Linked DNA regions of Mus musculus: regions 1 and 3 are each linked to region 2. A link is a contact called in public HiChIP or PLAC-seq and Micro-C data. All regions are on one chromosome and are shown on one strand. The core of a region is the stretch at or near the end of the contact, and the rest is flanking DNA. Distances in the headings are between cores, read along the strand shown. Region 1 has its middle 8.0 kb from the start of Med26. Region 2 overlaps Eps15l1 (epidermal growth factor receptor pathway substrate 15-like 1). Region 3 holds the start of Olfr374 (olfactory receptor 374).

Region 1 (3,253 bases), core at 67-2,566, 200 kb after region 2:
TGAAGGATGGTCTCACCGCCTAGGCTGGCCTACAATGAGAAATAAACGTCATTAAGGAGAAACCTGCTCCACCCTGGGAAAAAGGGAAGGGTTCCCTCAGAGCTTAGGGGTTTTCTGGGGCTAGAGAGATGTTAAGAGATCAGTTAAGAGAACTGACTGATCTTCCGAAGGTCCTGAGTTCAAATCCCAGCAACCACATTATGGCTTACAACCATCCGTAATGAGATCTGACGCCCTCTTCTGGTGTGTTTTAAGACAGCTACAGTGTACTTACATAGAATAGTAAATAAAAATGGATTGGCTGGAACGAGCTGGGCAGGAGCGAGGAGAGGTCTTGAGTTCAATTCCCAGCAACCACATGAAGGCTCACAACCATCTATACAGCTACAGTGTACTCATATACATAGAATAATAAATTTTAAAAAGGGTTTTCTGACACAAGGGCATCTTGGCAGTTGGGAGCCAATGAATACCACAAAGTGACACCACACATCAAACTTCACATGAGATTTATTGGAGAGAGACACAGAATGGCGGCTGTCTCAGTGAGAACAGCTACAGCAGAGGGCTGCGTGAAGGAAAGGCTCTTATAGGTTTTAGGACCATGCACAGTGAGCATGGAAAGGTGGAAAAGTCCAGAGCTGTCCTGAGCATCGTTCTGCTGTTAATGCTGAATCCTACGGAAGGGGATTGCCTGGTCTCAAGAGCCAGGCTCAAGCCAGTGGCTGGCTGTCCCTCCTTTGGCCCTTTTCCCTGCTTTCTTCCCTTTTATGTTTAGTATTGATAACTAATCAGGAGTCAGGAAAGAAAACAACATTATCATTAAACTACTTCCTGCTGTGTGAGGGTGTTGAAGTCCATGGGGCAAGCATGATCTTCACCATCAGGGCATGTTCAGGGGTTGTAGGTCTCTGGTCCCTGTAGTTTGGTGGAGAAGCAGGGTTAGGGAGAGTAGTGTCCAACTCCATACAGGACCATCAGTGATCCATCAGCCAGAGAGGCACTGAACTGTTGTTTACATTTTTGAACATCTGTCAGGAGTTGTCAGTTCTTTACTATAGCTAACTGGCTGACATAGAAACATCATTCCTCCCTGTGGAGGAGGCAGAGGTCACTCTTCTCCACTGTTGGTAGATCTAAGCTCATCAATTTCTCTCTAATGGTTTTTAAGTTGTTTGCATGGAAACGAGAATTTTTCTTAAAGCCAGACAACAGCTTGTGTGTGTAGCCTCCCCCAGCCTTGAGCAGGCTGACTCAGACCTGTTCTTTAAGGAGACTTTAAGGAGACCACCTAGGGTGGAGTCTTCCGACCTAGATGGGTCTATTGTTCTATCACCTGCGCTGTTCTCCAAGACGCTACCTGCTGAGAGTCTGAACCTGCCTTCCTGAGAAATTCCTGAGGTAACTGACAACCTGGCTACTGACAACTTACTGCCAACAAGTGCTGTCAGACTAATTGCTCTTGATGCCTTATTGCCAGCATGGCAGGGGCTGGGCTTTCCCCCTTTATAAGCACAGACTCTTAGTAAACATTGGGCCTTGATCAGAAAAATTTGTCTTGGTCTCTTCTTTCCCGTTATTTGGTTTTAACAGGCACCTTTTCTGTGGTGATTTGAATATGCTATGGCCCATATTTGAATATGTGGCAATATTAGGAGGTGTGGCCTTGTTGAAGAAAGTGTGTCACTGTGGGTATGGGCATAGGAATCTTGTCCTATCTGTCTAGAAGCAAGTCTTCTCCTAGCATCCTTCAGATGAAGATATAGTACTTTTAGTTCCTCCTGCACCATGCCTGCATGAATGCTACCATGCTCCCACCGTGATGATAATGGACTGAACCTCTGAACCCATAAGCCAGCCCCAGTTAAAAGGAGTTTCCTTGGGGGCTGGAGAGATAGCGATTAAAAGCACTTACTGCTCTTCCAGAGGTCCTGAGTTCAATTCTAAGAAACCACATGGTGGCTCTTAACATCTGTAATGGAATCCGATGCCCTCTTTTGGTGTGTCTGAAGACAACTAGTATACCCATATAGGTAAAATAAATGCTTAAATGGGCAGGTAGTAAGAAACTTAGAGTAGCCGGGCGTGGTGGCGCACGCCTTTAATCCCAGCACTCGGGAGGCAGAGGCAGGCGGATTTCTGAGTTCGAGGCCAGCCTGGTCTACAAAGTGAGTTCCAGGACAGCTAGGGCTACACAGAGAAACCCTGTCTCGACCCAAAAAAAAAAAGTTTCCTTAGTCTTAGTATGTGTTCATGGCAGTAAAACCCTAAGACAGAAGTTGGTATTAGAAGTGGGATATTGGGGCTGGTGAGATGGCTCAGTGGTTAAGAGTACCAACTGCTCTTCTGAAGGTCCTGAGTTCAAATTCTAGCGACCACATGGTGGCTCACAACCACCCATAATAAGATCTGATGCCCTCTTCTGGTGTGTCTGAAGTCAGCTACAGTGTACTTACATATGATAAATTAATTAATTTTTAAAAAAAGTGGGATATTGTTGTGATAGGCATGACTATGTTTTTATTTGGAGGAATGTGGATTTGGGGACTTAGATTTGGAAAACAGTGGAATGCTTTTTATTATTTATTTACTTATTTATTTTGCAGTGGAATGCTTTAAGTGAGGCTTAATGGGCCATCCTAGTAGGAATATGGAAGACTTTGTTGCTGAGAGTGACTTGAACTGTGCTGACCTGGCCCAATAGGTTTCAGTGAAGAAGAATTTCAGTATGTGGTTTAGAAACTGTTTTTGTGGCGTTTTGGTGAAGAATGTGGCTGCTTTTTTGCCTTTGTCTGAGGAGTCTATCTGAGGCTAAGGTAAAGAGATTTTTATTAAATGCATTGACAAAAGAAAATTTCAATTTTTTTTTTCAAGACAGGGTTTCTCTGTGTAGCCCTGGCTGTCCTGGAACTCACTTTGTAGACCAGGCTGTTCTGGAACTCACTCTGTAGATCAGGCTGGCCTCGAACTCAGAGATTCACCTGCCTCTGCTTCCCAAGTGCTGAGATTGAAGGTATGTGCCTCCACACCTGCTGTTTTCAGGCTTTCTCATCTCTCCCATGGTACACTTTGAAGGCTAGCACTAAGACTTCTGCCTGTGGAGTCGGGGGTGGGGTGGTTCTCTGGGTTTTTAAGTTTGTCACTAATATCAGGGAAAATCTGGGAGAAGTTGGTCATAAGGAGTTGTTTCCTATATGGGGGTCTCAGGATTTGCATTGTTAAAAGAGAGCTTTCTAACACAGTCTAGGAATTG
Region 2 (3,553 bases), core at 961-3,460:
CTGCAGGCAGGGGTCCTGAAGACTAGGTAGGTTGGAACACAGCAGAGCAGTGCAGCCCAGGTGATAGATGTCTGAGGTCCCAGATCACATCATGGTGCTGACATTTTCCACCAAAAATATTTACCAATTTTTGAGAAGACCAGCTTGGCACATTGGAGGGGACAGGATGAGGTTTGGGTCTGAGCTGAGGGGAAAAGCTGAACAAATATTTGTTATCTCTACCTATGCTGGCACTATGTTCGCCTGCTGTCAAGTGGGCAGGGGCCATGGGAAACTCTGGGGCTGGCAGGCCGGTAGACAAAGATGTCACTCCTCCATGGCAAGGGAATCTAGTGGCCACTTGCTCTGGGTCCACAAAGGACACATGGATTTGAAGTGAGGAAGACAACTTTCTTTCCGTTTTCACACAAGGCTGCTATGATCTCTGATGAAGAACTGATGAAGGACATTAGCCTGCAGAAGAAAATAGGCATGGGCAAGGCTGACATGAACTGTGCTCTGAGACAGGCTTCACTCTGCAGCCCCCATGTGCTGGGATCACAGGCATGAACCACCAGGCCGTGCACCTGTAAGTCTTCATTGTGCAAAAGATTGACAGATCTCCCACTTGTTCTCCAGTAGCACCTTTGCCACAATCCTTCTGTTCAAGTGGGTGCACAGGGAGATGGTATCTACACAGAAGCCAGACAGTGGAGGGAGTCCTAGGTGCTTGCCATGCACAGCCACGGGGGCTGCCAGGACCTCCCACTTTTGTCCTCCCTACAGGGTGCAAACATAAACAGAACGGTACCTCTACAATGGGCAGGTAGACACTTTGGCACATTTATAAAGTCACCACAGACTGTGATGTCTGCAGTGGGAATGTGTGCCCCGTGGTGGAAAGGGTCACAGGCCTGGACAGGACCATGTAGACTTGGGGGAGGGGTTTCCTACTTGGCTCTCTACTGACCACAAGCGTGAGCTACTATACTGAGCTCACTACAGGGGTGATGTGTCAATCATTTATATACCTAGAGACCTGGCCTGAGTCCTTTAGGTGATCAAAGAGTGGACCTTCAGCCAAGTGAGGGCCTGGGAGTTGTTCCCACCCACTTACTACCACAGAGGCCCGGTAGGAAGGCCCAGTCTTTCTGGGCTTACATCCTGCAGGTCCCCCAGAACCTCCACTGTCCAGATTGTGACCCACCTCTGGTGAGGCATTTACTCGTTAATGAATATCAGGCCACAGGACACCCACTGGATCCACCTTGCTGAGTGCAAAAGGGTGGGTGTGCTGAGGTAGGCACTATTTCTATTTTCAAACTGTTCTGCCAAATCTTCCCTCAACAACAGCCGGCCTCAGGCTGCTGAAACCAGCTGGATTAGCATGGGTTCCTCCACCGCCTGGGAAGGCAAACCCATACAGTATATGGGTGCCTCCCTCCCTCAGCCAGCATAGATCTACAGCAGCCACTGGTTATCCCGAGCCCTGGGACAGACCCTCCAGGGTGCCATAGCAACAGCAGAGCAGTGAGTGCCCTGAGTGTGTGGGGGCTGGGGGCTGCTTCAATGCCTTCCGGCCATCCTGGCTGCTAGCGAACACCAGAACCTTCCTGAAATGGAACAAGTACATTCCTTTCTATACTCTCCAGTGTACCCAGCGCATTATCTCTTTGCCACCATCGTGGGAACGGAATTAAAGTAGTTATATTCAGGGCAGAGGTGCTAACCACAGGCTCAGACAGTGATGCCATTTGACAATACGAAGTAACAAGGGGCTTGGGCATAGACAGGACAGCCAGCAGCACCAGGGCCCTGACCCGCAGGTTCCATCCTCTTCCTGGGATCTCACAGAAAGGCTGAAAGTTCACAGGATTGGGCTGCTTACAATCCTAAATATTCCCTGTGCCTGTACCCTGCTGACCCTGTGAGAAAGCCTTGGCCATTCTGCATAGATAGCATGTGGGTGGGGGAGGACTTTTCTGCTCGAGGAGAATGACTTTTTGCGGAGGAATTCAATACACAGGCTAGACCATTCTTATGTAGCTTGGGAATGGGCTGCTCACTAACACAAGCACTCTCAGTGGTGCTGTGGGAAAGGGAAAAAAAAAGCTGCCAAAATCTTCCTCCTGTAGGACATCTGGCCTTGCAGATGGGGTGGAGAGGTCATGAGTAGTTATAAAGATGATCATTAACTTAGGGAGAGGTTAAAGGTGACTGGCTGGTGAGTGGGTGTCACTGGGGCAGCGGGTAGGCTCTGCTGGGAGCCGCAGGGCAGCGCTGGCAGGAAGTGGCAGGGTGGGGCCCGCCAGGATCCCGCTATCTCAGGCAACCCAATCACTGACGCCCACACAGCCGTTTCCTGAGCTTAAAAAAATCTGTTTCTCTCTTTGCAAATCAACAACTTTTACCTAGAAACTTCAGCGGTGAGTTCTGACTGATCTCCATCTCCGTCCGTTGAAGAAAATACACCACTGTTTACCTGAGGGAGGCGTGTGCTCACTCCAACTGGCGTGTTTCAGGGCTGTTTTGCATGTGTCTGAAAGCAATCAACTGCTTCAGTCCCAGACACCTGCAGGTTATTTAATACATTGATGGACCTTTCTAGAAAAGATCTCCAGGCAGGAGAATGTAGAGCTTTCAAGACATCCAATTTCTGTGCACATCCCAGCAGCCTAAGGCTCACACTCTGAAGCTTCAAGGAGAAAACTATACCCTTAGCATCAAGCTGCTAGCCACCTCAGCTGCTACCAGCAGCAGTGACTGTCCAGATGCTTAGGGAGACTATTCGACAGACCAAACTGATCTCTGTGAGAGCAGAGACTGAACTCCAAGATAGAACACAACAGCAGAGTAGTGTATAACCCCAGGCCCACACTGACACTCATCCTGGGTAATGATTCTCAGGGGACCCAGGGCTGGCTTTAAATTTGACACCTTAAACATCAACACTTTTCAACAGAAGACATTTTTCTGAATTGTCACCTCATCTGGGTCAGGCCCAGGTGACACAGGTGGCTGTGGGGGGTGAACACATAATACAATACAGATCCCACACAACACCACCATGCCAAGTGCTTTACTGACATCTTGGACTCAGGGCTGCCCAGGGACATCTGCCTGGGGCCTTCACATTCCCCAAAGCAGCCTGACTGAACAACCCCTTAGAGTTGGATAGGTAGCCCAGAGCCCACTAGCTCCTTCAGGTTAGAAAAGCCCAGGTAGGAAGGTGGTGGCCTAAGAGCTCTCTCACATGCAGGGCAGCAGGACTGCAGAGAAGCCACTGTCTCTCCTGACTCCTGAGCCAGGTAAAGCATGTCTTGGGAAGCACTGTGGCATGCTTTCTCCATCAGAAGGCCGACCATCCCTGGAGGTCCTTGGGCAGGCACCCTCACCTCATCTATCTCCTCCTAGCCATGCTGGGACCAGCCCACTGCAGAGTTCCACATCTGTCTGACATCCCAAGGGACTGAGCAATGGGGTGTGACCAGCTAAAGGTATTTATTGCTGTACACTGGTCATATGGTTTTCCCCAATGGAAATTGGGTAGGCAGAAAACCACCATCCAAAAACA
Region 3 (3,237 bases), core at 501-3,000, 250 kb before region 2:
AGCAGCAGTGCTCTGTGCTGTGCTTCTCCCTGAGGCCGCTAAGAGGCGCTGTGCCCCCTCCAAGCCTCGCAGCTGAGAGCTGAGGCTCAGACCCAGGGGTGATACCTGAAGGTCCAAAACTCTGGACACCCAGAGGGAAAGGTTTAAAGCCAAGCAATTCAGTGTTTCACAACATCAAAGCATGCGACAAAATTAAAATTCATGAGAGTGCTGAAAAGTCAGGCCCCTAGCATGCTCTAGATTCTCTTCAACTGTTGGTGTCTCCACACAGTGGGGACAGGCAGGCCTCCAGATCTCAGTGCACTGCCATGTCTAGCTGCTCTAATGCACAAAGTCTTTAAAAAAGACTTGTGCTGCACTCTGGAGGCAGAGGCAGGCAGATCCACAGCTAAACAGAAAACTCTGCCTCGAAAAGCAAAAAAACAAAGAGTTGTTTTATTTTCACATCTGTGTCTGTGTGTTTGTCTGTGGGGTTGGGGCTTGTGCAAGTGTATGCAGTGCTCTCCAAGTGCAGAGCAAGAACAAGGGTTTATAGGCAGTTGTGAACCACCAGAGCTGGGAACTGAATTCAGACCCTCTGCAAGAGCAGAAAATTCTTACCCACTGAGCTGTCTCTCCAATTTATCCCTCTCTCCTCCCTTCCCCAGCCCCTCTCCCTCCCCTCTCTGACACTGGAGCTGGAACCCAGCACCTCTTGTATGCTAGGCATTCTTGGGGTATCCTCACCAGTTCATATTGGGTTAAGGTCCACTGTGGTTTTGAGTAGGACACACAGTGTTCAAGTGACAGCACATCCAGCCGAAAGCTCCTGTGTTCCACCGGGAAAACATGAGAGCAGTGGCCTGTCCACTTCAGCAACAGCCCCTCTCCTGCCAGCTCCAGACCCCCAGTCCCTGACAGCAGTGCTAAGACAGCAGAGAAAGCTCAGCCCCAAGACTTCGTGAGAAACTGCAGGGGTGAGCTCAAGGAGCCACAGCAAACGCCCACAGGTCAGGTTGACAGAGGGCCCAGAACCAGGAAAATGGGTCCTGGAGAAGGGGCTTGCGATGAACAGAGAGCTTGGCAAGCTTGCGGGAGATATGGAGGGACTCCAGCCAGAAAACTGGGACCTCAGAAAGCGTGGCTTAGAAGGGAAAGGGAGGCTGACAGTGGTTATAGACAAAGCTAGGTCCTCAGGTGGGAACGGGACCCCACATGAGGTTGGGGTGCACCCCTCAAGGAAGGAAAAGAGCCAACTGCTGCTGCTTTAGAAGTGAGTCAGGGAAGCAGCTTTCAAAAGAATGGGGTCAGACTAAGAGGACTAGTGTAGCCTTTCCTCGTGGGGCTCCATTCCTGCGTCACTGAATGATATGAAAATGCTGCATACCTGAACACATATGGACAAAACAGAAATCATATCTGCTACAGCCTTTGTGTCCTTCACCCCAAAAAAGTTAATAAATAATCTATATGAAGGGTCTATTTCCCTTAGGGAGCAGTAGGAAGCCTCAACGCTATCTCAGGGTTTGAGCAGGTCTAATAGTGTCAAGAGAATTCCACCAAACCATGCTTTTCAAGGGATCCCCAAAGAATCCTAGAGACACTGGCACCAAAGGTGTGGAGGGAAAACCTGGGCAGGAAGTACAGTGCCCTTGGCCCCTAAGAAGCTGGCTTGATAGGGACAGAACACAGAACAATTAACCAGTTGATCCTAACAAGACCCTGGGGAACAAGCCAGGCAATGAGGACAGAGGGTAAGCTGTGCTCTGCCAAGGCCTTGCACAGACTTTTGTAGGGACAGAAAACTGCCTCACGCGTCACACTCTGTCCAGGAGCTTTTCCCAAGAAGAGCTGGCTTACCTCCCACCAAGCATCCCAAGGCCAGAAGCAAACCTTCCATAGGTGAGTAAAGTCGGGGGTTGGGGGGAGTAAGGGGGCCACACCAGGCAGTGAGCCTGGAGGGTATAGCCAAGCCTACTGTGTGACCTGGGACAAGTGGCTTTGCCTTTCTGGGTCTCACTTAAGTTGTGTCTATTTAAAAAAAAAAAAAAAGATGCAAGAAAATGGGCAGTTCTGCCAAGTAGTGAGTATCTGGGTCCTGCGTGTCAGGGTTGCTTCTGAAACAAGGTCGTATGTAGCCCTGGCTATTCTGGAGCTTGTCATCCTCCTGCTTCAGCTTTCTGAGTGTTGGCGTGGCAGATGAGCCCACCATGCTCAGCTTGTATAGTATGGTATTAAGAGGTTTGGAACAAGACAGATTGTGAAGTATGGGGCCATTGATAATTTCCTGAGTCCCCTTGTGTATGAATGGAGATAAAAGCCTTACCTGGAATGCTGAGTGTGATGCAGGGGCCTCCACCCACTCTTTGTAAGGAGCTTCTCATGGACACTAGCTACCAGCTATTAGCAGCAGCTCACCCGGAGCCAGGCGCACAGGGAGCCAGTGCAAGATTTTCTACAGCACAGAGGCAGCTCCCTCTCGCCTTGACCAGGCACACTATAGAGATTAATCCTGGTACCAAGGACACCAATGAAGGGACAAGCTGAGAGGCAACGGGAGGAGGAAGCCTGGGTGTGGACATCCATGCCTGTCATCCCAATATATAGGATGCTGAGGCAGGATGGCTATAGAGTGAGACTCCATTCCCAAAAGCAAAGGCTAAGGGTGTGGCACAGTAGAAAAGCAAGCACATGCCAGCAGAGTCCCTGTATTCAGCAAATAATAATAATAATAATTTAAAAGTGAAAAAAGGAGGAAGAGGAGGGGAAGAGGAAGAGGAAGAAAGAATGAGAAGGGAGAAGAAGAAGAGAGAGAGAGATAAGGGGCAGACAGGATGGTCAGGACCCTTCAACAGCTACGGTCCTGCCACTGTCCACCCAGTGCCCTGCCTTGAGAGATGTGACTTCAGTGGGCTGAGGCTGAGCCAGGGGACCCAGAATCAGGCCAAACATGGAGATAGGCTTGACGTCACCTGTAGGGACCTGAACAAGCCCAGCAAGAATCAGGACACCTAAGAGGAGTTAAGGACCTTGGGTCAGTGGCCTTGAGCAAAGAATGGCGTTAGGATCTGAAATGTGTGTGTGTGTGTGTGTGTGTGTGTGAGAGAGAGAGAGAGAGAGAGAGAGAGAGAGAGAGAGAGAGAGAGAGAGAGAGAGAACTCCAGCTTGGCTAGGTTTAGTACTGGCACACACCTTTAATCCCAGCAACCCAGAGGCAAGAGGAAGAAGATTTCTATGAGTTCAAGGCCTGGTCTACAT

Evidence for each region. A called contact is a pair of places that touch in the nucleus more often than the background predicts. HiChIP or PLAC-seq counts read pairs in DNA pulled down with a chosen protein or histone mark.
Region 1: an H3K27ac HiChIP or PLAC-seq map of embryonic stem cells shows a contact between it and region 2, with 7 read pairs. The contact joins two enhancer-like sites. A contact is called at or near these places in 2 of 39 promoter capture datasets (the C10 cell line and cranial neural crest), 3 of 115 datasets of contacts at active chromatin or transcription factors (embryonic stem cells and fetal liver) and 1 of 9 other capture datasets (adipose tissue).
Region 3: a Micro-C map of embryonic stem cells shows a contact between it and region 2, with 2.2 times the contacts expected there. The contact joins the promoter of Olfr374 here to the enhancer-like site in region 2. A contact is called at or near these places in 4 of 39 promoter capture datasets (liver, neutrophils, pre-B cells and 1 more), 5 of 484 Hi-C or Micro-C datasets (embryonic stem cells and liver) and 3 of 9 other capture datasets (adipose tissue, embryonic stem cells and liver).

Annotation. Positions count from the first base shown.
Region 1 is chr8:72,554,670-72,557,922 of GRCm38.p6, forward strand. No RefSeq gene overlaps it. Among named protein-coding and RNA genes, the nearest start is that of Med26, 8.0 kb to the left of the region's middle. Within about 2 kb of position 1,317, at least 12 of the 459 cell types and tissues checked have an H3K27ac peak or open chromatin away from gene starts, as enhancers often do. A contact at or near this core is called in embryonic stem cells, where this site is marked.
Region 2 is chr8:72,352,196-72,355,748 of GRCm38.p6, forward strand. The region is part of intron 22 of Eps15l1 (epidermal growth factor receptor pathway substrate 15-like 1); the gene reads right to left. Among named protein-coding and RNA genes, the nearest start is that of Klf2, 35 kb to the left of the region's middle. Within about 2 kb of position 2,211, at least 99 of the 459 cell types and tissues checked have an H3K27ac peak or open chromatin away from gene starts, as enhancers often do. A contact at or near this core is called in adipose tissue, embryonic stem cells and liver, where this site is marked.
Region 3 is chr8:72,105,290-72,108,526 of GRCm38.p6, forward strand. It overlaps Olfr374 (olfactory receptor 374), which reads left to right and starts at 1,751. Exons shown (of 2, transcript NM_146338.2): 1 at 1,751-1,881.